Linked DNA regions of Mus musculus: all the other regions are linked to region 3. Evidence: chromatin contacts called from public HiCAR-type and HiChIP or PLAC-seq data. All regions are on one chromosome and are shown on one strand. The core of a region is the stretch at or near the end of the contact, and the rest is flanking DNA. Distances in the headings are between cores, read along the strand shown. Region 1 has its middle 40 kb from the start of Gm33738. Region 2 holds the start of Fzd10 (frizzled class receptor 10). Region 3 holds the start of Slc15a4 (solute carrier family 15, member 4). Region 4 overlaps Tmem132d (transmembrane protein 132D). Region 5 has its middle 8.7 kb from the start of Gm33738. Region 6 has its middle 32 kb from the start of Gm38612.

Region 1 (3,994 bases), core at 265-2,764, 870 kb before region 3:
GACCTGGGTTCAATTCCCAGCAGCCACATGGTGGCTCACAACTTTCTGTAACCCCAGTGCTGGTGATCTGATGCCCTCTTCTGGTTACCACAAACACATACATCATGTACATGCATGCACATGTGTACACACACAAACGTGTACACACACACACACACACACACACACACACACACGCACGCACGCACTTTAAAATAAAATACAGTACATGCCCAGCAAAAGAATCTTAAGAAGGGAGGATTTGTTCTGGCTTACAGTACCAGGGGAGAATACAGTCTACTGTAACAGAGAAGGCATGGTCATAGGAGCTGTGTGGCAGCTGGCCACATTGTCTCTGCAATCAGGAGACAGTGACAGTCCATGCCCCCAGCCCATGGGATCGAGCCTCGCACAATTCAGGTGAGTCTTCTTACCTCAGCCAGCTCTCTATAAACACACCCCCTCATAGATAAGCCCAGAATTTGTCTCTTCCCTGATTCTAGATCCTGTCACGCTGACAATGTCAACCATCACAGCGATCCTGTCGAAACTCATCAAGAAACCCGCAAAGTGACATATTATTATGACTTTTAACTGGTGTATGATTGGTAATCTGGGAGTGTTTAGAAACCTTGGGACTTGTTGATAGACGTGGGGGGAAAAAGTGTTCTTTAGGCTTCTCTCGAGCCAAATAAAAATACAGCAAACGTATACAGGAGAAGCACAGCCTTCTATGATAGACTGGGACTGGGATGGCTGAGAGAGAGAGGAGGGGGCTTAAGCTGGCTTATGGAATCAATGAAATTGACCTGGAGAAAGCCGTGCTCCTCCCAGGTGACAGCAGCCTTTAGTCTAAGCAGACTCATTAGCGACAGCTCATTGATGTCCCTGGGGAGGGAGAGACTGTCCAGCCACCTGGTGACAAGACACTGGCTCATCCCTGAGTGCCACCTTCCACAGCAGAGGAAGGGTTTTCTTTTTCTATTCTCTGCTTCTGAATGCCCAGCCCTGCTGGTGTACCGGTGGAACTGGCTTCCTGCTCTGCTAAGGACCAACGTCATAACATGATGTGTCAGCTGAGTTTCTTTCTCTTTGGAGTATGGATTCTTCTAAAAACTAAAAAAAAAAAAAAAAAAAAAAAAAAAAAAAAAATTAAAAAATTAAAAAATTAAAAAATTAAAACTAAAAGAAAATAGAACAAAAGAACAGCACTAGTTTTTTTTTCCTTTTTTGGGGGGGGGTCTTCCAATTCCCACTCCTCCAGTCATTTAGAACCTGTTACAGCCACCCACAGACTTTTCAGTGGGGTTGCTGAGAAAGAAATGCTTCGTGCTTTAATGTCTTTTAAAAATCTTTTTTTAATATTTTTATCTTTGAGAGTCTTCTGTGAACAGGAGAGCATCCTAGTGTATGCCGAGCGAGCGCAAGAGATACCCAAGCTTGTGTTTCCTGAAGTTAATGTTCACCACTGCTCTCTCCCTAATGAGCTCGGAGACATTTCCCCATCTCACACAGAAGCAAGTAAATGTGTCTGCATGGGTCTGCTCTGGACGGACAGAGCTCCAGAGTCGGCTCCTGGACAGGGTTCCCAGTGATTGACAGCGGGTCCTCATCCGCAGCGGACTGCCTCCTCCAGGTGGGGATGGGGTCGGCTACTCTTCTGCGAGCTTCTTCCCAAGTCCTTGGTGTTATAACGGGAATGAATTGGAGGCCATTTGTTTTCCTTCGCAAGTGCCAGCTTTTTAAAAAACAGACACCTACACACCTCTCCTCAGATCTCAATCTATTATGAGTTTGAAAGCAACATATTCTTGGGATTGAAATCACCTCCTTCACACACCCGAAGAAGCACACCTCTGCACTTTTCAGGATATTCATGAGAGGGAAAGAGCGAGGCTTGTGTTCTGTTCTCCTCACTGCAGGATCCCCCACCCCCTTCCGTTCTGATTCGCATCTTTTAATCCTTTGGCTGAGTCCTAGGGGGATGAGTTTGGCAGGATTGGCCTGGTTTGCATAACAAAAGCAGAATCCAGTCCCTGAACAAAATGACCTGAGAGACTGCAAGTGACCCTATGTGGAGAACTGCTGGGGGGAGAATTGTTGCCCTGGATGCAGTTTCGCTGTTCCTGGCAGCAGGAGCCCAGCGGCAGCTACACTCCCACAAGCCTGTAACTGCACCCGAACCCCGTGTATCTCCGCAGTCACTCGCCTCAGCAGCTGGGGTCCTTTCTAATTAGCCACCTTGTGTCCTGGCTGACCTCAATTTCTGCTCCTTGGAGAAGATAAATCATCTCCCTTATCCCCGGCCGATGGCTCAGCCCAACCTTTGAGCTCATGACGGAACGCTCCAGAAACAGAAGCCGAGGAGCAGAACAAGGCTGGTCGGGGTTCGGGAGGCAGCTTTGTAGCCGCTCGTAGCTGGACAGGAAGGTACCAACTGAGCTGAGCTTGTCTGTCCTGTCTGCTCCAAGCTTGGCAAAATCAACAGAAACCGGGTCCCAGAGCAGTGGTTTTCTCAATGGAGGGGTTAACTCAAGAGGGGTTGGAACCCAGAATCCAGGGGAGCTTTGCAGCCCCCCTAGGTCACGCACGGAACCAGCCAAATCCAAGTTTTCAGATTTGGGTGGGGTGGAAGCCAGGGCGTAAATATTTCCCATCCTTAAACTTCATGGGGCTGTCGCTGAGGTTTGGGGAAGAACTCTGACAGGATTAGGATCGTTTGCTCACTGAAGAAGATGTGTGTGGACAGAGCAGAGGGGAAATCATCTAGGGATGCGTGAGTTATACCGCGTACTGCCTGTTTCCTGGGGTCTTCAATCGGGCCGCTCACATAAGCAATTCCTTCACAGACTGGTCTGATGCCTCAGTGAGAAAGCGCAAGGACTTGAGTTCAAGCCCCCAGAGCCCATGTAAGAAAGCTGACTGAGACGGTGTGCTTGAAATCCTACTGCAGGTGAGGCAGAGACAGGAGGATCCCTGCCAGCCTAGCCTGCTTGGCAAGTTCCGGGCCAGTGAGAGTACCCCAACTCAAAAGATGGCGAACAGCGCCTGAGGCACGAAAGTGAAGGTTGTCCTCTGACCTCCGCATGCACGTTCACACATGTGCATCTGAATAGCTGGGCTGGCAGGCAGGCCTGTGCTACCAGGCCAGCCCAATCCTGTGGTTTTGTTTCTTTTTCTATGCTTATATTTTATCACAGTTAACCAGCAACACTACAAAAGCCTCCCATATGCATTTAAAACACCTCCCTTCCCACCTGTATCTCAGCTGAACCTACCATCCCTTCTTATAATGGATGCATACACCTGCATACACACACACAGACACATACAGACACACAGACACACACACAGACACACACACATACAGACACACACACATACAGACACACACACATACAGACACACACACACACACACACACACACACACACACACACACACACACACACACACACACAAGCATGCTTAGTTGCTATCTAGTCCCAGACACTTTCCCACCTGCTCAGGATCCAGCCAGGTTGGAGCTGCCTTCTCTGAGGGTGTATATCCTTGGGAAGTGAAGGCACTAGATCCAGGACTGTTCCCTGAGAAAGGGGAGCCTGGGAAGGCAGGAGGCAGCTGACAGCAGCCCACTGTGACCTTGACTTCACCTGCTTTTCTCCATCCCAGTCTGTCCATCCCTGGGTCCATCTCCGACTCAGGGGATATGTTGATGGATGAAAGAGAATACGTATTTCATCTAAGTGCCATAAAGTAACAAAGGGGCGGGTTTCTGCACAAATACTACTCTCTCTGAAGACCCTGTCTCCAGGAAACAAGGCCATCCTATACTTATTATTTATTTTTAGTATTGTATGTTAGGCTTTGTACACGCCCAGAAGGTTCCTTACTGCTGAGCTGAGCTATGCCTTTACTCCTTCTTTTATTTTTATTTTGAGAAAGGGTCTCCTTTCTCTTGATTAAAAATTCTTTGGCATATAATATTTTTATTCTTTGCTTTCAACTAACGTAC
Region 2 (4,024 bases), core at 366-2,865, 980 kb before region 3:
GGCAGGGATGGAGGTGGTCATCAGGCAGTCAGGTGTCTTGGTCTGATTGTTCATCTTACACTTGTGCTGGGTGGCCAGCATCTTCCAGTAGTCCATGTTGAGGCGTTCATAAAAATAGCAGGCAATCACACAGGTGGCCGGCACAGTGTAGAGGAGGGAGAAGACCCCTATGCGTACCATGAGCTTCTCCAGCTTGTCCGTGTTCTCCCCACCCGTTTTCATCACCCTCCGGATGTGGAATAAAGCCACAAAGCCGGACAGGATGAAGGAAGTGCCGATGACTAGGTAGCAAGCCAGCGGGACCAGCACGAAGCCGGTCAGAGCATTGACATCCATGCTGCCCACATAACACACACCAGTGAGCTCATCCCCTGCCACCCTGCGCATCACCAAGATCAAGATAGTCTTCACAGCCGGGATGGCCCAAGCTGCCAGGTGAAAGTAGCTGCTGTTGGCTTCAATGGCCTCATGGCCCCACTTCTTTCCAGCAGCCAGGAACCAAGTGAGGGTGAGGACCACCCACCATAAAGAGCTGGCCATGCCGAAGTAGTAAAGTACCAAGAAGACTAAGGTACAGCCCGTGCTCTCCAGTCCTTCCTGGATAACATACAGCTGCCCACTGTCCCGGTCACAAGCGATGCTCTCCGCGCCCGCGAAGAGGCGGATGATATAGCCCACCGAATAAACGCAGTAGCACATGGAGAGGAAGATGATAGGACGTTCGGGGTACCTGAAGCGCGATGGGTCGATGAGGAAGGTGAGCACGGTGAAGGCGCTGGAGAAGAAGCACAGCACGGACCAGATGGCCAGCCAGACCACAGCGAAGCGCTTGTCGTCGCGGCTCCAATACACATCCACCCCCGGAGTGCAAAGCGGTGCGCAAGATTCGCTCTTCTCCACATGGTGGAACTTGCCTGGGTTGTCACAACCTGCGCGCCCCGGACCCCCGTCCTTTAGTGGGTGCTCCTGCGCGCTGTGGGGCCTCTGGGGCCTGAAGAGCGGAGGAAACATGCCAGAGCCCCGGCTGGGCTCATCCGAGCCGTTGTTGGGTGCCTCCATGCACAGGTAGTTGGGGTCGTTCTTGTTGGGGAGCTTGCTGCAATCCAGGGAGTCCGGCCACCTGAATTTGAACTGCTCCATGATCGGCGAGCACTTGAGCCGGGCCTGCTCGCACATGACCCGGCAAGCAGGGATGGGTGTGGAGACCTGCTCGGTGCACATGGGCGCGTACAGCGAACACAGGAAGAAGCGAAGGTGGCTGTGGCAGCCGTACTCCACGAGCGGCGCGAACTCGTGCAGTTGGATGGCCGCCTCGCGCTGGTTCTCGTGACCCATCAGGTTGGGCATGCGGGTGGTGTTGTAGCCGATGTCCTTGCACATGGGAATCTCCACCGGCTGGCACTTGCCGTCTCCAGGGCGCTCTAAGTCCATGGAGCTGATGGCCGTGCACGAGCCTATCATCACCTGCAGCACCAGCCACAGGCGCGGGCCCGGGTGTTGCATGGTGGCGCCCTCAATGTCCCAGCGCCGCTCAGGGCCGCCGCTCCCGGGCACGGGCTGTTGCTGCTGCCCGCGGCTCCGCGCCCCGGCTCGGGCCCCCGCGCATGCCCATCCAGTCTGGCCGGAGCGCTCGCGGCGCCCGGGGCCACCGCGGTGGGCGCGCGGCCTCAGCGGAGTCGGGGGGCGGCGGGGGAGGGGAGCGAAGTTTGCAAACAATACGGCGGAGCGAGCGCCGCTCAGCGCGCAAACTTTGGCCTCTTCTTCCGGGCGCGGGCGATCGCGGACCGCGGTGGGGCAGCGCGGGCACACCGTGGCCCTGGGCCCTGGAGCTCCTCCCTCCCGGCGCCCGCAGCTGCTTCCAGCACGGCGTCCCGGGATGAGAAGACTTGCAAAGAGGCAAAGAGTAGCAAAGAGGGAAAAAAAAAAAAAAAAAAAGCAAAGCCGATTGGTGACAGGCCCCGCCTCCGCCCGCCGCCCCGCCCCGCTGCTGCTTTGCATCAGAAAGCCTTGCGCCCCGGGCAGCCTCCGCCCTCAGCCCCAGCTTGGGGCTGGACCCCAGCCTCCAGCCTCACCTCCTGCCGGCCTCTCTGCTTGCCCTCCCCGCCCCAGAGGGGGGGTGGGAGGCCTTGAGATTGTCCCCGGTACCCCAAGGACGCCGAGGTTACGGGAAGTTTGGGGACTCGGGTAAGGGTGGTCCTCACCCGGGGTTGGGGGCTGGGGACGCATCTTCTACTTTTACGACCGGGCCCTGGCGGAGGGCACTTTCAAAGAGACACGGGATTTGCGTTTTATGACCGTGCTCATAAAAAAGTGGCCCCTCGGCTTGTAAAGCTGCCCGCATCTTCCCGAAGCCGGGGGTTTGCTGCCCGGGGCGCGGAGCTCGGACTCCGGGGAGGGGCTGCCTTTGAAATTTCAAAAGGGCCGAGTGCAGGGGAGGGGGAGGGGACTTGGGAAGCCGGAGTTTAGGGCCTCTTCTGCAAGGTCTACTCAAAGAAAGAAGGGAGGGGGCGGGGAGGAGACTTTCCGGGCCGCTGACACCCCGCACCCCGAGAAGAGGGGCTTGGCTTGAATCGTGGTGACCCTTGCCCCGCCAAGGCCACCGTGTTGGGGACCATCGCGCCAAGCCGGCTGGTGGTTTCTCCAAGCGGCTGAGTTTATTTATTATAGGAAGTTGTGTATTTATATTATTTGGCGAAAGATGTGCTCGGCCTGCGTCCTCCTGGGAGGCGGAGGCTGAGCCCCGGCCTACACGCGCACGGCTGGTTCCCACGCAGAGTGGTGGGGCCTCTCCGTGCCTTGCTATGCTGGCTCCTGCCCCTTGGTTGGTTTTGGGCTAATCTGTGATAAGGACACAGAGCTTCAACCTCCTTCCCCCGCACAGGGAGTGAGTGCACCATGGGAGCCCACCGCAGTCCTTAGATGTCCGAGAGATCTGGGGTGCGGCACCTGTCGCGGACTCTTGGCTTTGGATAAACAGCCCTCAGGGCGGTGGCCCACTCTCTCCTTAGACCCCACCCCACCCCCATTCAGGTCTGCGTTTTAAGTGTCTGGGAAACTACCAGGACCTCCAGTGCGGACTCCCCCAACTGCATAGGTGCAGCTAAGTCCCCTGCTCATCTTTCGGCCAGTCAGTCTTGCGCACCCCAGGGCCGAGTTGGGTGCACAGATGCCTGGAAGCCTTCAGTGGCTCCAGCCAAGCCAGGAACGAGGCTACCCAGGACCCCTCCTCCCCGCCCTGCCTTGCGCTTCCTGCAGAGGATCGACTTCTAATTAAAACAAGGCTTCAGCGTCCCATCTGCAGGGAGTTCTTCCTCTTTACCCCCCTTTCATTTGTCAGACATAGCGGACAGACCTGAGGCTGGGACACTCCCAGGACCTGCTGAGTCCTGGGGGTGGGGGGCGGAGGGGTGTGCACAGGCTCATGCCTCACCTTTAGATCCCCTGGTCCCCTCTGCCTTTCACGGGAGGAAGTTGGATCCGTGGAAACAGCGGTCCGGAAGACTGAGGTTAACACAGTCAGAATCACCACCCACCACCGTGTTAGTGACCCAAGAAAAACCTGCGGTGTGGTGAACGCTTGCGGCTTGGATAAGGATGGTTTACTTAGATATTTATAGTTTAGTACGCTGTTTCCAAAACCTTTTAAGTCAGGTAAGATTCTTGGGCTATCGCTTAGCTTTAAGACAGACTAGTTTGCAAGGGGTCCTTCCTGACACTTTTGCCTTCCGTTTTCTCTCTCTCTCTCTTCTAATTCCACACTCCCCCCCCCGCCCCTTGGGGCGTGGGGGGCGTGGAAGTAGCCTGGGTGAGCTCAGCTCCGGAGCAGGGTGTGAGCTATTTGAGACTGCCCCACGTAATTGGTCTTTTATGCTCTGGTTACTTCTACAGTGTTCCGACCTTTTATTTTAGCTATGATCACTTCACGTTCCTTTCTTCTCTCCCCCAACCCCCGGGACTCCCTTAAAATATATTAAGAGAAGAAAAAGCTAACAGAATTTCTTCCATCTGCCCAACCTAGTATAGA
Region 3 (4,006 bases), core at 709-3,208:
TTCTGGTGTTGTGCCTGACCAAAAACAACTTGGGGAGGAAAGGGTGGTCTTTCAGGTTATAATCCTTCCAAAAGGGAAGTCGGGATGGGAACTTGAGACAGGAAGTTGGAGACCGGAAGCTGAAGGCAGGAGCCATGGAACAATGCTACTTATTTGTCCTGCTACTTTCATTATACAGCCGAGGATCACCTGCCCAGGGTTGGCATCACCCACAGTGGGGCTGGGCCCTCTCACATCAATCACCAAGCAAGAAAATGCTCTCACAGACGTGCCCACAGGCCAATCTGTTGGGGGCAATTCCTCAGCTGAAGTTTCCTCTTCCCTTGTGTGTGACATTGACAACTGAAGCTAACTGTGCCATTGGGTCACTTCCCACCACCACCTCCAACACTGTGACCACACTAGAATATTCTGCATTCTGGGTTTGTCTCCATCCTCAAAGTACCAAGTTCAGGGGCCCCAGCACACTGCCTAAAATTCCTCCCTCCACACACTTAACTCCAAGGCCCCTCCGAGCCATTAGCTTCGCCATTTCCCTGAAGAGACTGACCCATCGGATTAGTTAGTACCAGTCAGACTGCGCAGTGAGTTACCAGCTCAGTCAGTCCAAATGGTTTATTAGCCTTATCATTCCAATACAGAGTTTGTTCAAGTATGTCATGCTTAGCTTAGCAGAACTTTTTCTTTTTAATTGCCTGTGTCTGTATGTGTGGACATACATGCAGTGTCTGCTGTCTATCCATTGTGTGGGGCTCCCAGCAGGGGGATAGAACTCAGGCTATCACCAGGCCGGGTAGCAAGCACCTTTACTTGGTAAGCCATCTCACTGGTCCAGTCTTTAAGCAAACGTTCCAAGACTCAGTCTTACTTACCAGCAGGACTAAGAGTCAGTTATAGGCTGTAAATAAAGGTTTTGGTTTTAGTTTCTTTTCTTTTCTTTTCTTTTCTCTTCTTCTTTTCTTTCCCTTTCTTTCTTTCTTTTTCTTTTTTCCTTTCCTTTTTTTTTTTTTTTTTTTTTTGAGACAGGGTCTCACTATGCAGCCCTGGCAGAACTCACTGTGTCGACTACACTGGTTTCGAACTCACAGAGATTCGCCCGCCTCTGCCTCCCAAGAGCTGGGATTAGTGGCATGTGCCACTAAAGATGTGTTTAGTTTTATGTGTATGGATGCTTTGCGTTCATGGAGGTCTGTGCACCCTGTGTGTGTGCAGTAGCCCTGGAGGCCAGAAGAAGGTGCCGGATCCACGAGGAACTAGAGTTACAGATTGTTAGGAGACACAAGGTGGGTGCTGGGAATCGAGCCCAGAACCTCTGACTAGCAGCCAGTGCTCTTAACTGTGGAGTTATCTCTTCAGTCCTTAAAATAATAATAATAATAATAAGAAGAAGAAGAAGAAGAAGAAGAAGAAGCAGCAGCAGCAGCAGGGCGGTAGTGGCGCACGCCTTTAATCCCAGCACTTGGGAGGCAGAGGCAGGCGGATTTCTGAGTTCGAGGCTAGCCTGGTCTACAAAATGAGTTCCAGGACAGCCAGGGCTACACCGAGAAACCCTGTCTCGAAAAAAACCAAAAATAAATAAATTTTAGTAATTTTTGTTTTAAGAAGAGACAGAAAAGTGAGATACCAAGAGAGGGAGAGGAGGCCGAGACTGTTACACTTGACGCCTGGGTCCTGAGAAGATGGCAAGAAGGGAAGATTTAGACCCTGGTGACCTGGATTAGGAACCCAGTTTGGGGCCGGAACCTCGGAGTCTAGGGTTCCAGTTTCCCGGTGGAACCCCTCCAGCCATAGGAACCACCATCCCTCCACGCATCTCAACAACAAACCGCTGTCAAGTGAAAGGCCCGCTTGGCCGGATTTCCGGGGGCGGAACCGGCAGCCACCCCCGCCCAGCTTGCCCAGTTAAAAGGCGGCGGCGGGAGAGGGAGGGAACTCGCTGTCTCGCGAGAGTTGGGCTACCGAGTCCTCAGTGAACCGGCCATGGAGGGCGAGCGGGCGCCGCTGTTGGGTTCGCGGCGTCCGGCAGTGTCGGCGGCGTCCGCGGTGTTCGCGGGGCGGCGTGCGGCGTGCGGGGCGGTGCTGTTGGCCGAGCTGCTGGAGCGCGCGGCCTTCTACGGCGTCACGGCCAACCTGGTGCTGTTCCTGAATGGCGCGCCGTTCGACTGGGAGGGCGCGCAGGCCAGCCAGGCGCTGCTGCTCTTCATGGGCCTCACCTATCTGGGCTCGCCGTTCGGGGGCTGGCTCGCCGACGCCCGCCTCGGCCGGGCCCGCGCCATCCTGCTCAGCCTGGCCCTCTACCTGCTGGGCCTGCTGGCCTTCCCGCTGCTGGCCGCGCCCCGCTCGCGCTCCTTCCTCTGCGGGGACCCGCGGCCCGAGCTCGTGCGCAACTGCTCGGCGCCCTTCCCCAACGGGTCAGCGTCGTGTCCCGAGAACGCCGCGCGCCGCTGTGCCCCCGCCACCTTCGCGGGGCTCGTGCTCGTGGGTCTCGGGGTGGCCACGGTCAAGGCCAACATCACGCCCTTCGGCGCCGATCAGGTGAGCCGGACCCGCTCAGGTCTTCCCGGGTTTGGGGACCACCACCCCCCCCCCCCCCGCCGCACCTCCTGCGCACCACGGCTACCCGAACCTAAGCGTTGACTTTAACAACGCTGGGGACACGGGGGAACTGGCACGGTAGCCTGTGTATCATCTGCACCTCCTGTCCCCCAGGGTTCTTCCACTGATTGGAAAAAAGGAGCCACCCCAAACACCTAAGCCTACATCCCCACTTGCCTCTGCACCTATGCGCAATCGATCGGAAAGCACAGGGCTGCCCACCAAGCTTCCCAACCCATAGACCTGCACCCCACATCGCCTCAGATCTAGAGAAAGGTTAAGGTGAGGGAGAGGAATTTCCCAACCCAGGGAATCTCCCTTGTAGTGCAGAGAAGAAGGCCACCTGCCTCTGATCCCTCCTTGTTAGTGGAGGTGAGGAAGGAGACCTGCTCTTCCCTTGGAGAGTGGCAGGAGGAAACCCATCTGCTCCAACACCCGAGTGGGTAGGAGGAAGGGCAAGACTCCCTCTAATGCGTGTGGGGAGGAAGCCCATGAGTAGAACCCATTCCACACCTGGCACTAGGTCCAGGACTGAGTAAGAGGGAGTAACAGCCCCTTCCCCTCCCCTGTGCGCACCGCTGTCCACATCTGCTCTTGCATCTGGTAGGGGACTGTAGGAGGGGAGAGAACAACACCCACCCTCTGCTCTGGGGGAGCTTTGTGTGTGTGTGTGTGGGGGGGTGGTGGTGGAAGTACTGGAATAGGGGAAAGCTGTATAAACAGTTATGATCTGGGTGGTAAGGAAGAGTTGAGGTGGGATTTATTCGTGATGCAGTAACCATTGTGGTTTTAAGGAGAAGGGACGTTCTGTTGGTGGAGTCATCTGCGTTGAGATCTGAAAGAGAAAAGGGTGAAGTTATGACTTGGAGGATAGACATGTACAAAGGCTCTGACACTGCCCTAGCTTCCCTTTTACAAAGTTAGGGGCAAGAGACAGGCAAGCGCTTAGTTTCCATCTTTAATGCTTTAAGTAAGTTTTGGGGTAGGGTGTGGCAGGTGGGAAAGACCAGCATCATTCGCTGCTACTCTGACATCCAAGAACAAGGGATGAGGAGGGAGCCAGAGCTGTGGAGCCACATCTGCTCTGCTTCCCTTTCTTAGGGGACTCCCATGCCAAGAATAGTTCTAGTGGTCAGATGCAAATAGAGTATTTTGTAAGCAGTGGAAATTATGTGGGGTTTGAGTGTCAGGCTCTCAGGATAAAGCTTGCTTTCTTCCTTTCTTTCTTCTTCTTTTTTTTTTTTTGGTTTTTCAAGACCGGGTTTCTCTGTGTAGCCCTAGCTGTCCTGGAACTCACTCTGTAAACCAGGCTGGCCTCGAACTCAGAAGTTCACCAGCCTCTGCCTCTCAAGTGCTGGGATTAAAGGCGTGCGCCACCACTGCCCAGCTTAAGGTCTCATTCTTAATTGCT
Region 4 (3,949 bases), core at 338-2,837, 800 kb before region 3:
CCCACCGATGGCTCGCTCCTCTCATGCATTCAGAGCCCTTATGATTCAATTACCCCCCAAAGGCCCTACCTCTTACTCTTGCCACACTGGGGACTAAGCTTTCAGCATGCTCATCTTTGGAGACATCACTACTACTCTGTTGATCTCACAGCAGATGTGATTATCAGTCTTGCAAGACCTCAGCAAGAATGGGCCTATCCATCTCTTGCCATGGTGAGGAGAAGGGCTCACGAGTTTATCCCCAACCCAGTACCTGTAGGAAGTTAACCGGCGCTAGGGTGAGAGGGTCATGAGGCCCTTCCCTTTTCCGAGGATCCACAGGCAGCTAATTGTTGCTTAGGGAGAGATGTTTTCATCCATGGTGCAACCATTGGAAAGATCCTATGCTCCGCTAAGCAACCTATCAGACCTTTGCAGGTAAGCAACCCTAAGGAAACTCATTGGTCCACCAGAATAAACATATATATACCTTGCAGGGGAGAGGGAGGAGAGTCTGTATGGAGGTAGAAGAGCGGCCGGGGGAAACACTGGGAGTAGGAGGAGAATGGGACTCGAAGGAGGAGATGATCTCAGTAGACAATGTACAATACTGCCTGCTGAATCCCTTCATGTGTGCTTGACACATGCCAGTAAAATAGAGACACTTCAGATCTAAACCATGAGACTCGTACAGACATGAAATATATGTGGACTGTCTCCTGTTGCATTTGTTTTCCAAGAGGATTGTGGAAATGAGCGGAGATGTTGGGACACGGATTGACATCATGCTGGGCTTGGTCTGGGGACTCCAGTGAGACCTGAGGAATCTAACATATCTGATCTTTTCCCTTGATCTCACAAAGGCCACTGTCCGTCTGTCTGTTCTTTAGGCAAAAGGATACCCTTAGATCAGAGTGGCATCCCTTTACCCTCAATTTAGAAAAACAGCTCTCCCCACCCCCATTTTAAAGGTTCCTTCCAAGTCTCAACTCAAGTTTTTGCTCTACGAGACCTTTGTGAACCAACGCCCACACTCAGTAAGATGTGATGGGCTGAAAGTTTAGGCTGTTGGTCCTCCGTGCAAAGGCTAGAGTGGAGCTCTGTTTAAGACTCTCACAGGAACACAGGGAAGGGATGCTGTCAAGAGAGCATGGCTGCTCATGACCAACAGGACAGTAATATCCAGTTCTCATAGCCACGGCAGTTTGCAACCCGAGATGTCAGTATTCAGCTTTTTCTCTAGCTTTTTAAACTTCCCAGGCGATTCCATGCTTCAGTCTCAATGGTGAGTCCCAGTCTGGAATCTCACCCTCCAGGAGAAGTTACTCCATCCTTTGAATGTGTATTTAAATGCAATGTAAGCTTTTGTTTCCAACGACTGTAATTTTTCCGAGTCCTTAATTAGATGTGAAAACTACACGCACAATGCAAATTACTGCGGTGAATAAATATTTGCGTTATGCTCCCTTAAAAGCAAGCATCAAAACACACAATCGCTTGTTTTACAGGCATTCAGTGTTCCGAGACGCCAAGATCTGTGGAGCTACAAAGAATTCTCAGGGAGAGAGAGCAGTTTGAGTAATGCGATTAACATTCTGGGTGGGACTGAAACAACAAGGAGGGGTTGTGGGGGGAAGGCAGCGGTTTTGACGTACAGACTTGCGAGCGCAGTTTACAAAGAAGCCTGTCCCATCATACGGAATTCTGTGTATCTGTTCCAAGAACATGTCTGGCTTGATTTCCCTAATTAGGTGGTACACATTAGGGAGTTGGGTTTTGCCTGCACTTCAGATAAGTATAACATCAAAAAGAGGAGGGAAGCCCGGTTTGGAAGACACACCAGTGTTACAGAGAGCCTAATACTCAGACTTTGACAAAAGCTTGCAGTGTATAGTGGGGCTGAAGGTCATGCTTACTCTTTCTTAGTTTTCCCAGAATGGCTTGGCAGAATCTCCTTCAGGGCTGTGGCTCATTTTGCCAGTTAGAATGTGTGTCCTTGAAGGTCACACCATGGGAGGGGGTCAATTTTGAATAGGAAGAGGATGCTATTCTTATTTATTTGTGAGTATGTGGGTGTATGTATATGTGAGTTCGTGTACCTCTGCGTGTGTGTGTGTGTGTACAAGACCTCATGTGCTGTGATGCCTGTAGAGGTCAGAAGACAATTTTCCATCTGTCTGCCTTCCATCTTGTTTTGAGTCAGGGTCTCTCTTGTTCCTTCTGACACTATACAGCACGCTCCATGATAACTGAGCCCGGGGCTTCTGACAGGTTCTTTGGGCTCTGTCTCCCATCCTATTATAGGAGTGCTGAGGTTTCAGGCATTTTTTACATAGGTTCCAGGGATTGAACTCAGGTCATCAGATTTGCTCAAGCAAGCCTTTACCCACCAAGTCACCTCCTCTGTCACTCTTTTATAATTTAAAAGCCCTGGTGAATCAAAAGGGGTGTAAAATGGATAAACAACAGGGTCAGGGGATAGGCCAGCAACAGGTAGACTCATCAGGTCCCCAGCTCTGTTATGTCACAGGTGTGAGTTTGGGTTGACAAATGGTCTGCTGTCAGTGTGTTTTGGGACAAGGATTAGGTTCCAAAAATGTAGATTTTCCTGCAGTTCTGGGTTGATGAGCCAACTGGTTGGTCTTCCATCCCACGTTGGCCCATCAGTAAGGGCACCCATCTCCAGATGGAGGAAGCCAGCAGTTTCTCCAGGGCCACCTCTGAGGCATGGTATCTCTTCTTTCATTGCCAGGATCCCTGGGCCTGGGCTGCTGGGTGCCCTGCAGTGACACAGTTTTCTGGATCCAGTTCCTTTCAGAAAGGGGAAATGAACACAGACAAGAGCACCCTGGATTCTTGAATCTTGAGTGCAGGGCTAACTTCCTGTCCCTGACTCTGTACAGAAGTATCATTTCTTCTGATATATATATATAGTTTCTTTTATATATATACGCATATATATATATGTGTGTGTGTGTGTGTGTGTACATACACATACATACACACATACACATATACATACATATATACACACATATACACACACATATATACATGCAGTAAAACCCACATATGTATATGTATGTGTGTGTATATATATACATATACACACACACACACACACACACACACACACATATATTTTGATCATGTTTATTCTCTGTTGCCCACTCTTGTCCCATGTATATGTGTATGTGTATGTATATGTATATGTATATATTATGTGTATATACACATAGTATATTTTGATTGTGTTTATTCTCTCTTACCCACTCTTGTGTTGTCCTGAGGGTCATTTTTTACTTTCCATTTTGTCCCTCTTCTAGTCCCCTTCTAACTTTTCTTGGTGAGCCATTGAACTCCATCCCCATGTCTTTCAGGAACATGTGTGAAGGGTTAGTCACTGGAACATAGGCAGTTTACCAGTATCCACACCATTGAAGAAAATCTCCTTCCCCAGCAACCACTGACTGTCTGTAAAGTCCAGGCCCCCTGAGCTCACTCACACCTCACTACTTTCCTATTGATTCCCAGGATCTTCTAACTTTTGCTTTATGATCTGTTTTGCATATACAGATTAATTACATAGCTGTGGGCAATGGAAAAGCCTCTTCTTTTTTTCTTTTGAAACCTGTAAAGTCTTTATTAAATTGTCCTATGTTTGTAGTTTGATTGTACAGTGATTAACACACCCATATCAACTTAATGAAAGAAAATGAAATGATTTACATTTTTAAATTTCATATGTATGAATCTGCCTGCAAACTTCCCTGTATACAATGCATACTATGCCTCTGGAGGCTAGAAAAGGTCATTGGATCTCCTGGAACTGGAGCTACAGGTGGTTGTGAGCCACTCATGTAGGTGCTGGGAATTGAACCCTGGTCCTCTGCACGGGCAGCCAGTGCTCTTAAGCCCTGAGCCATCTCTCCAGCCCCCTAATGAAACTTTTGAATAATGAGAAGCCTAC
Region 5 (3,883 bases), core at 558-3,057, 830 kb before region 3:
TGTTTTCATGCTTTTTACCATAATGGGAGGGTTAGATAAATACCACCCACCACCATGGATTTCTAGAAAGTTATTGTCGCCCCTCCCCCACAGCAGCCTCCTCCATCCCCCCTCAGGCCTGCAGCCTTTGGTCTATTTCCCTTCTCTACCATATACCTACAGGGGACGTGCATCCAGATGGCTCTTGTGCTTCTCTGCTTCCTTCAGCTTCTTTTCTAGACCCATCTAGATCAGTGGTTCTCAACCTTCCCAGTGCTGTGACCGTTTAATACAGTTCCTCATGTTGTGGTGTTTATCTATCATCTATCTATCTATCTATCTATCTATCTATCTATCTATCTATCTATCTATCTGTCTATCTATCTATCCATCTATGCATACATGTATGTATCTATCATCTATGTATCTATGTATGTGTACATGTATGTATATATATGTATCTATGTATGCATGTATGTATCTATCTATTATTTGTCTGTCTGTCTGTCTATCTATCTATCTATCTATCTATCTATCTATCTATCTATGCATGCATGCATGTATTTATCTATGTATCTATGTATGCATACATATATGTATCTCTCTAGCTATGCATGCATGTATGTATGTATGTTTGTATATATGTATGTATGTATATGTGTATCTCTCATCTATTTTCATCTGTCAGTTCTGTTCTATAGAGAACCCTGACTAATAGACTAAGTGTTTGGGAGGCAGAGGCAGGAGAATCACAAGTTGAAGGTCACCTTAGGCAACTTACTAAATTCAACGCCAGCCTTGACTATATAAGACCCTGTCTCAAGAAATTAAATGTATGTATACACATGAGTATAGATTCAGATTCCATACCATTTGCAATCACTCTTCTCAGTCAGCTTTAATGTCATCTCTATAAATACTCAAGTGAAATCAGTCATTTTCACATGGGAAAATTTTTGTTTGCTTCGTTGTGGGTAACAGAAACCTCAGGAAAAACTAATCCTTATATGATGCCCACAGCACACACAGTCACAAACTCATACTCTCACATACTCACATGTACACACACAGTCACACCCTTGCACACTCACACACACATTCTCACACACATGCACTCAAACACTCATGCCCTCACACTCACACATGCCCTCACAGTCATACACACTCGCACACTGGCGTACATACACACATACACTCTTGCATACATAGTCACACACTCACACACTATCACACAAATCCACACTATAACCACAGACACATATACACACTCATCCACACTTATACACATACTCACAAACATTTACACTCACTCTCACACATACACATGTTCACTTACACACATATACACACTCATACACACTCACATACACACTCACACATACACACTTATACACATATACATACTCATGCACATATTCATCCTCTCTCTCTCTCTCTCTCTGTCTCTCTCTCTCTCTCTCTCTCTCACACACACACACACACACACACACACACACACACATACACACACACTCTGACTATTTCAGGAGGTTTAATAGAAACCTCAAGACAATGGGTGCATGTGTATGTGTCTGGTTTTCATGCTCTGCCTGTCCAGTGTCTGCCGGGATAGATTCAAACTGTATGCACTCAGCAAGCCTACTTCTCCAGGCAGCTAACGGCTTAATCAGGGAGCCCAGCCCCCTCCACTGTATGTTTGCCGCATCCCCCCCCCCCGAATATGCAGCTCCAGCCTCTTCCCTGACACATGTCTTCCTCTGTTGCTCAGCTCACAGAACAGATGGCAGACACATAACCCGCCTCAGAATTCAGTTGCAAGTATCAGGCAGCCTGATCATGTGAATGGTCCGTCTGGGGATGGCTGCCCACCATTGGTCTCCTCCTCCAGGGCTAGAGGAAATCCACTGAAGAAGCAGTTAGAAAGCTCATGCCACTGCATAGATCCCCTCAAAGAGGCTCACCAGGGCTCCTGGTAGGACCCACAGAAACAAGGAATGACAGACAAAGGCAAGAAGAGAGAAAAGGACACTGGGTATATGTAGGACTGAGGACTCAGCTGGAAGCCTGTCCTCTGTTGTTGGGGAGCACCAGGGAGCACCTGCTGCATCTTGAGTTACATCTGGAGAGTCACAAAGGTCCAGATTATTCATGAGGCTCCTCTGGCTTCTGAATAAGGTTCCCCCACAAGCTGCACCTTCAGCAAGGGCAGCCTTTCCAGGCATTCAAAGCTGTGGGGAAAAGGGCATTTTCAGTGAACCAAACGTCACCTTCATCTATTTGCAGAGGAACAAGGAATAAATAAACGGACTCAGAAGTATAAATGCGTAATGAATAAAATAACAGCAACAACAGGACGCGGCTGACCTCTCCAGTTACTTGCTCATTGCAGTGAAAGCGGCTTTCTGTACCTGTCGCCTGCCTGCTGTGCCTCCAATCAGGATGAAGTCCTTAGACAGTGTCAGGCTCCCACAGTGCTTGCTGATGACACTTGTAAATTCGGGGAGGATGTCTACGTTGAATTAAAATGTGACTATTAAAATTCTACAATGCAGTCTTCCAGAAGAAATCGCCAGTCTTTTAGCCGAGGCACAAGAAATGGCTTTGATTAAAGCTCCATGAAACACACAAATATCCCATGATTATGTGCACAGGCTGAGTCCCAGCAGTGAATGAAAGAAACTCCTTTGTAACCAGTAATCTTGTAGGTTTAATCTTGGTGGGTTAGGGAAATTTTACATAGGGGCTGCTGGGGTGACTTAGCTTGCTGCCAGACCCAATGTGTAGAGTTTGAGCTCTAGTTCCCACATGGTGGGAGGAGGGAACGAAGTCCCCAAAACGTATTTTTTTATCTCCATAGGTTTGCTGTGGTACTTCCCCCTCCCCAATTAAAAAGAAAAGGTGTAAAAACAAAACAAAAAAAACCTAAGGAGCGGTGGTGGTGAGATAGTAACACTGGCTGCCCAGGCTGATGGCCCAAGTTTGAGTCACATGGCGGAGGAGAGAACCAACTTCCACAAGTTGTGCTCAGACCTTTCCCACAGTGCTGTTCCAGGCATATGCCTCCTCCTAACATGAACACATGTAATTTTTAAGGTTCTTTCAAAGATTTTACTTGATGTGGGTTGACTGCGAGATATGTAAGTGCAGTACCCAACGAGGCCAGAAGAGGGCACTGGTTCCCCCCCAATGGGTGTGGTCTTGAAGGCTGTAGAGGCTGGGCCAGTGGATCCAGGACATTTTGAAAGATATGTTAATAGTTGTTCTTGTTGCTGACTTAGCTCCCTCTACTTACTGTTGGCTACTATGTGAAGAGTCTCCTTCACACCCTCCTGCCACCATGAGCTCTGCTGTACTACTGTGCTACCATTCCCACCATGGTGGACTGAGACACCGTGAGCCCCATTCAAAATAAAACAAAACAAAACAAAACAAAACAAAACAAAACAAAACAAAACAAAACATCATTCCATTAAGTTGTTTGTGCTAGGACCGTGACGGAACAGTCATGAACACCACCTTTTTTTTTTTTTTTTTTTTTTTTTTTTTTTGGTTTTTCCAGTCAGGGTTTCTCTGTATAGCCCTGGCTGTCCTGGAACTCACTTTGTAGACCAGGCTGGCCTCAAACTCAGAAATCCACCTACCACCTTTTTGGTCTGTAATCCGGTCCAGTCCATAATGAGACCTCAGCCACTGCTGTTGGCCATGGTCAATATTAGCTTTCACTGTCACTGTTGGGGCCCTCCCTGTGTTTAGCAGGTCTCCTTTTCCCTGTGACAATCTCTGGAGATTGCAAGTCCCTAACCCCAGCTCAGCAGTGCACAGTTTTCAGAGCTGATCTTCCCATGTGTCTTCTGGCTTTGCGGCTCTGTTGCAAGATGACTACAGGACACTCAGGGTCACCCGC
Region 6 (3,616 bases), core at 338-2,837, 920 kb before region 3:
CAGCCCATAGGAGATGGAAGTTGGAGAATCAGGAGTTCAAGGTTGTCCTGCGGTACATAAGGCATAAGGCCAATCCGGAGCACATTATGCCTTATTTCAAGACAAATAAAGAAAAAGGCAAACCCAGACAAACATTGTGTACACCACCACAGGCAGCCATGCTGTTTGCTTCCAGGCGTTTTCTTTCTTTCTTTCTTTCTTTCTTTCTTTCTTTCTTTCTTTCTTTCTTTCTTTCTTTCTTTCTTTCTTTCTTCCTTCCTTTCTTTCTTTCTTTCTTTTTCTTTGCAGATTTCTATTTTTTTGACACCAGAAGTGGGAGAAGACATTTCCTGCCATTCTTCATAGACGGACAAAAGCCAGAAACCAGGGAATGAAAAGAAAATGGGAGAATTCTGCGGCAAGCCAAGGAAACTGTGGGCTGTCTAAAGGCTACGTGTCTGGTGGGAAGAGTAGATGGATTCTCCCCACAGGCTCTCAGACAAACCTTGGGTCTCTGTCAGGCCCTTAATGGGGCCATGTTTCTGAGGTAATAGCTTTTGGTGACCTGGAGGGAAAAGAGCTAGACACTGTTGCCCAGGGTGGAGCAGGTCAGCATGCCTTCAGTGGCAATGGCCCTTCTTGTTGGGGGTCTTCTAGAATTCATGACCATCTAGGGATGAGAAGATGATGTGAAGGGGAGACTGGAAATGCCTTTAATTGCTGTCATTTAGGGTTTCCTGTCCGAGTTTCACGGAACCCGTTAGAGTGATTGTTACAAGTGGCTGTCCCAACAAATGCCCCATACCTTCTCTCATGTATTGAATAATGTACAAGACGGACTTTACTGTGAGCCACTTTTAAGGTTCCCTGTCATTTCTTCCCTGTGCTTAGACTGTACCAGTATCCTGGTCCCAAGTGACTCTTGTTCTTATTTCGGCCACAGCATTGTAAAGAGTAGGGACCTCTGTGTCTGGGATCACAGGGGGACCTGTGTTAACTGAGGTTCCTATCTGTGACATTTCCTGGATCATCTCAGGCTGCCGATGCTCCAGCCATGCGTAAGGTGGAGGGAACAGGGACAAGCTCTGTGTCCAAGGGCTGGGTCTCATGGCTTGTGCTCATTTTTTCAGGCTAAGGCTTGGGAACAGAGATAATTAGGTCTGAATGGCAAAGGAGCCTGGGAAATTCAGACCAGCTCTCTGCCAGGGAGGAGGAGGCCGATGAATTTGGGGGAGCAGTGTCCTCAGGCATTCTCCCACACTGGGTAGGCTCCGTGGATCTAGTCCTCAGGTCCCCCTGCCTCCAGTCTTGGCCAGGCATCTGGCCCACACTTGGCCAACTGGGCATTTTCTCCCATGGCTTCTGAAGTTAAGAGGCATTCACCAGGGAGACTGGAAGACCAGGCTTAAGTAGATGACTTCCGTGGCAGCAGATGAAGCCTTTCTCCTCCCCCCGCCACAGTGACCCTGAGAGCCTGGTTCTTTGTCCACCTCCAGCTTTGCCAGCTCACCGGAGCGCATGAGCGCATGAGCTATTTGATTAAATGAGACAAAGATGTTGCTAGAGATGCTAGCAAAAAATGTTCACCCATAGTGCAGGATGCTAGGGGCATTTGTGGTGACTCATCTTGATGGTATGTCAGGACAATGGAGAGCTGACTGGTGAATACTGGCCATCTCTATGTGAGTCCTGTTCAAATGTCCTCCTCTTGGTCTTCTGGAGAGCAAGAGAGAGAGACATAGAGGGTCAGGGAGACAGAGAGAGAGACACACACACCGAGAGATAGAAAAAAAACAAGACAGGGATAGAGAGAATGTGTATGCAAAGAGATAGAGACACAGAGAGAGACAGAGGCACAGACAAAGAGAGGGAGCTAGAGGCATAGAGATACAGAGAGATAGAAACATAAACATCAGAGAGAAAGAAACATAGACAGAGAAAATGTGTGTGTGTGTTTCTATGTTTCTGTGTATGTGCATATGTGTGTATGTTTATGTGTGTGCAAAAGACAGACAGGCAGAGATTGTGGCTGAATAGAAAGCATCCAAACAAAAGAAGAACCTCATACTCCCGTGAGCCATGTTAGTTTTGTGTATATTATTCTACATCTGTGTGTGTGCACAGTGTGTATATGCAGCAGGTGCAGGTGCTGGCACAGACTAGAAGAAGCCATTAGCTTCCCTGGAGCTGGAGAGAGGGTCCTGTATGTGCTGAGAACCAAGGTCTGTAAGAACAGCAAGTACTCTTATCCACTGAGCCAGTCTGCAGGCCCATGAAGCATTTTTTTTTTTTAAACCACAAATGCTACACCAATGTGAAATAATTTTATATGGAAACAAAGCCAATGGGAAAGAGATGCAAGATTAACTCAGGATGTAACTTACCAAAGCAAGAACAACCAAATCCCAGATCTGTCTGCTCTGAAGGGAAGCAATACCCCATGGTATCAAATAGAGGTGTGTAGCAAGTCGGGGAGGATACTATGCTGGCCACAGGCCTCGCAGGTCCTCCTGGGTCTGCTTAACTTACACTAGGTCTGAATGTTAAAACTGCCAAAGTCAAAAAGCCAAGGGAGATCAAGCCAATGTTTTAAATGTATTTTTTTATAGCTTTTTGAGAATTGCATGCATGAATACTGCATAGAATTTCTGCCCCTCTCTCTCCCACTTTCAAATCCTCCTATGTACCCCTCCTTCTCTCCCAATTTCATAACCCAATCTTTTATAATTATTATTGTTACATTATACATACATACACACACTGCCATATATGTATGTACATATAATACATATATATACACACATATACACACATATATGTGATACACACACGCGCGCGCGCGCACACACACACACACACACACACACACCAGTCACAGAGACCAGTTTTCCCCATAGTTCATAAGTTTAGGGCTGACCACGTGTAATCGGATAGCCTATCAGGGGGCTTGTCCCTGACGACTGATTCTTCCTCTCAGCAGCCATTGGTTGTTCATAGCTCTTCACTGGGAGGCGGGTCCTTGTGGAACTTCCCCTATCCGTGTGGGCACGGTGCAGTTGGCTCTGCTTTCTTCCAACAATCTGAGCTCTTGTCAGTTCACAGCTTTGTTGCTCCATGGTGACTCCCAGCAGGGGAGGTTGGCAGTACCTGCAGGTCTTTAGACAACTTGCTGGTCCTTGCATCTCTTGCTGCATCTGTGCTCCCTGTGGGAGCAAAGGCACGCACGCTCCAGGAAACATGGCTGTGTACCTGAGCGATGAGGAGCCACCGTGATCCACAGAGAGAAACTCCAACTGAATGCATGCCCTCTCTCTTCTCCTTCCGGCCCACTTTTTTCTCATGAGCGAGAGGATTGCAAACCACACACCCCGGATTCCAGCTCTCTTCTCAGCTTCTTCCACCATTCCTCCCAGCTCCCCCAATCTTCCCGTGCTAGGTTTCCCCTGCATCCCCTGGGGCCCTGTCCACAAGTACAGGTGGAGGGCAGCCTCTGCCGTCTCGGTGGCTGGGAAGAGCGCCATGCAGATGGATCCTAATTATAACCTGGAACCAAATTACTTTTAATGACTTCTCGTAGCTTCCCAGCCCAGTTCCAGCCCCCACCCACCAGCGAGGAAGGTTTAATGGCCCCGGGGAT

The links. HiCAR-type assays count read pairs that join an accessible place to other places. HiChIP or PLAC-seq counts read pairs in DNA pulled down with a chosen protein or histone mark.
Region 1: an H3K4me3 HiChIP or PLAC-seq map of forebrain shows a contact between it and region 3, with 7 times the contacts expected there. The contact joins the enhancer-like site here to the promoter of Slc15a4 in region 3. A contact is called at or near these places in 13 of 115 datasets of contacts at active chromatin or transcription factors (astrocytes, differentiating embryonic stem cells, embryonic basal ganglia and 9 more).
Region 2: a contact with region 3 is called in an H3K4me3 HiChIP or PLAC-seq map of embryonic forebrain, with 2.3 times the contacts expected there. The contact joins the promoter of Fzd10 here to the promoter of Slc15a4 in region 3. A contact is called at or near these places in 3 of 39 promoter capture datasets (cranial neural crest, hippocampal neurons and second pharyngeal arch cranial neural crest), 2 of 484 Hi-C or Micro-C datasets (both in embryonic stem cells), 6 of 115 datasets of contacts at active chromatin or transcription factors (astrocytes, embryonic forebrain, embryonic stem cells and 2 more) and 1 of 9 other capture datasets (embryonic stem cells).
Region 4: a contact with region 3 is called in an H3K4me3 HiChIP or PLAC-seq map of embryonic basal ganglia, with 6 times the contacts expected there. The contact joins the enhancer-like site here to the promoter of Slc15a4 in region 3. A contact is called at or near these places in 6 of 115 datasets of contacts at active chromatin or transcription factors (embryonic basal ganglia, embryonic forebrain, embryonic hindbrain and 3 more).
Region 5: an H3K4me3 HiChIP or PLAC-seq map of embryonic forebrain shows a contact between it and region 3, with 6 times the contacts expected there. The contact joins the enhancer-like site here to the promoter of Slc15a4 in region 3. A contact is called at or near these places in 1 of 484 Hi-C or Micro-C datasets (stem cell-derived motor neurons), 11 of 115 datasets of contacts at active chromatin or transcription factors (craniofacial prominence, differentiating embryonic stem cells, embryonic basal ganglia and 8 more) and 1 of 9 other capture datasets (adipose tissue).
Region 6: a contact with region 3 is called in a HiCAR-type map of astrocytes, with 3 times the contacts expected there. The contact joins the enhancer-like site here to the promoter of Slc15a4 in region 3. A contact is called at or near these places in 4 of 115 datasets of contacts at active chromatin or transcription factors (astrocytes, embryonic basal ganglia, embryonic forebrain and 1 more).

Annotation. Positions count from the first base shown.
Region 1 is chr5:128,481,176-128,485,169 of GRCm38.p6, reverse strand. No RefSeq gene overlaps it. Among named protein-coding and RNA genes, the nearest start is that of Gm33738, 40 kb to the right of the region's middle. Within about 2 kb of position 1,514, at least 42 of the 459 cell types and tissues checked have an H3K27ac peak or open chromatin away from gene starts, as enhancers often do. A contact at or near this core is called in differentiating embryonic stem cells, embryonic stem cells, forebrain and 3 more, where this site is marked.
Region 2 is chr5:128,598,697-128,602,720 of GRCm38.p6, reverse strand. It overlaps Fzd10 (frizzled class receptor 10), which reads right to left and starts at 1,615. Exons shown (of 1, transcript NM_175284.3): 1 at 1-1,615. The coding sequence starts at 1,503. It overlaps Fzd10os (frizzled class receptor 10, opposite strand), which reads left to right and starts at 2,034. Exons shown (of 6, transcript NR_015517.2): 1 at 2,034-2,184.
Region 3 is chr5:127,615,344-127,619,349 of GRCm38.p6, reverse strand. It overlaps Slc15a4 (solute carrier family 15, member 4), which reads left to right and starts at 1,958. Exons shown (of 8, transcript NM_133895.1): 1 at 1,958-2,535. The coding sequence starts at 1,981.
Region 4 is chr5:128,416,184-128,420,132 of GRCm38.p6, reverse strand. All of the region lies in intron 1 of Tmem132d (transmembrane protein 132D), which reads left to right. Among named protein-coding and RNA genes, the nearest start is that of Tmem132d, 15 kb to the left of the region's middle. Within about 2 kb of position 1,587, at least 5 of the 459 cell types and tissues checked have an H3K27ac peak or open chromatin away from gene starts, as enhancers often do. A contact at or near this core is called in embryonic basal ganglia, where this site is marked.
Region 5 is chr5:128,450,280-128,454,162 of GRCm38.p6, reverse strand. No RefSeq gene overlaps it. Among named protein-coding and RNA genes, the nearest start is that of Gm33738, 8.7 kb to the right of the region's middle. Within about 2 kb of position 1,807, at least 9 of the 459 cell types and tissues checked have an H3K27ac peak or open chromatin away from gene starts, as enhancers often do. A contact at or near this core is called in differentiating embryonic stem cells, embryonic forebrain and stem cell-derived motor neurons, where this site is marked.
Region 6 is chr5:128,536,767-128,540,382 of GRCm38.p6, reverse strand. No RefSeq gene overlaps it. Among named protein-coding and RNA genes, the nearest start is that of Gm38612, 32 kb to the left of the region's middle. Within about 2 kb of position 1,587, at least 23 of the 459 cell types and tissues checked have an H3K27ac peak or open chromatin away from gene starts, as enhancers often do. A contact at or near this core is called in astrocytes, where this site is marked.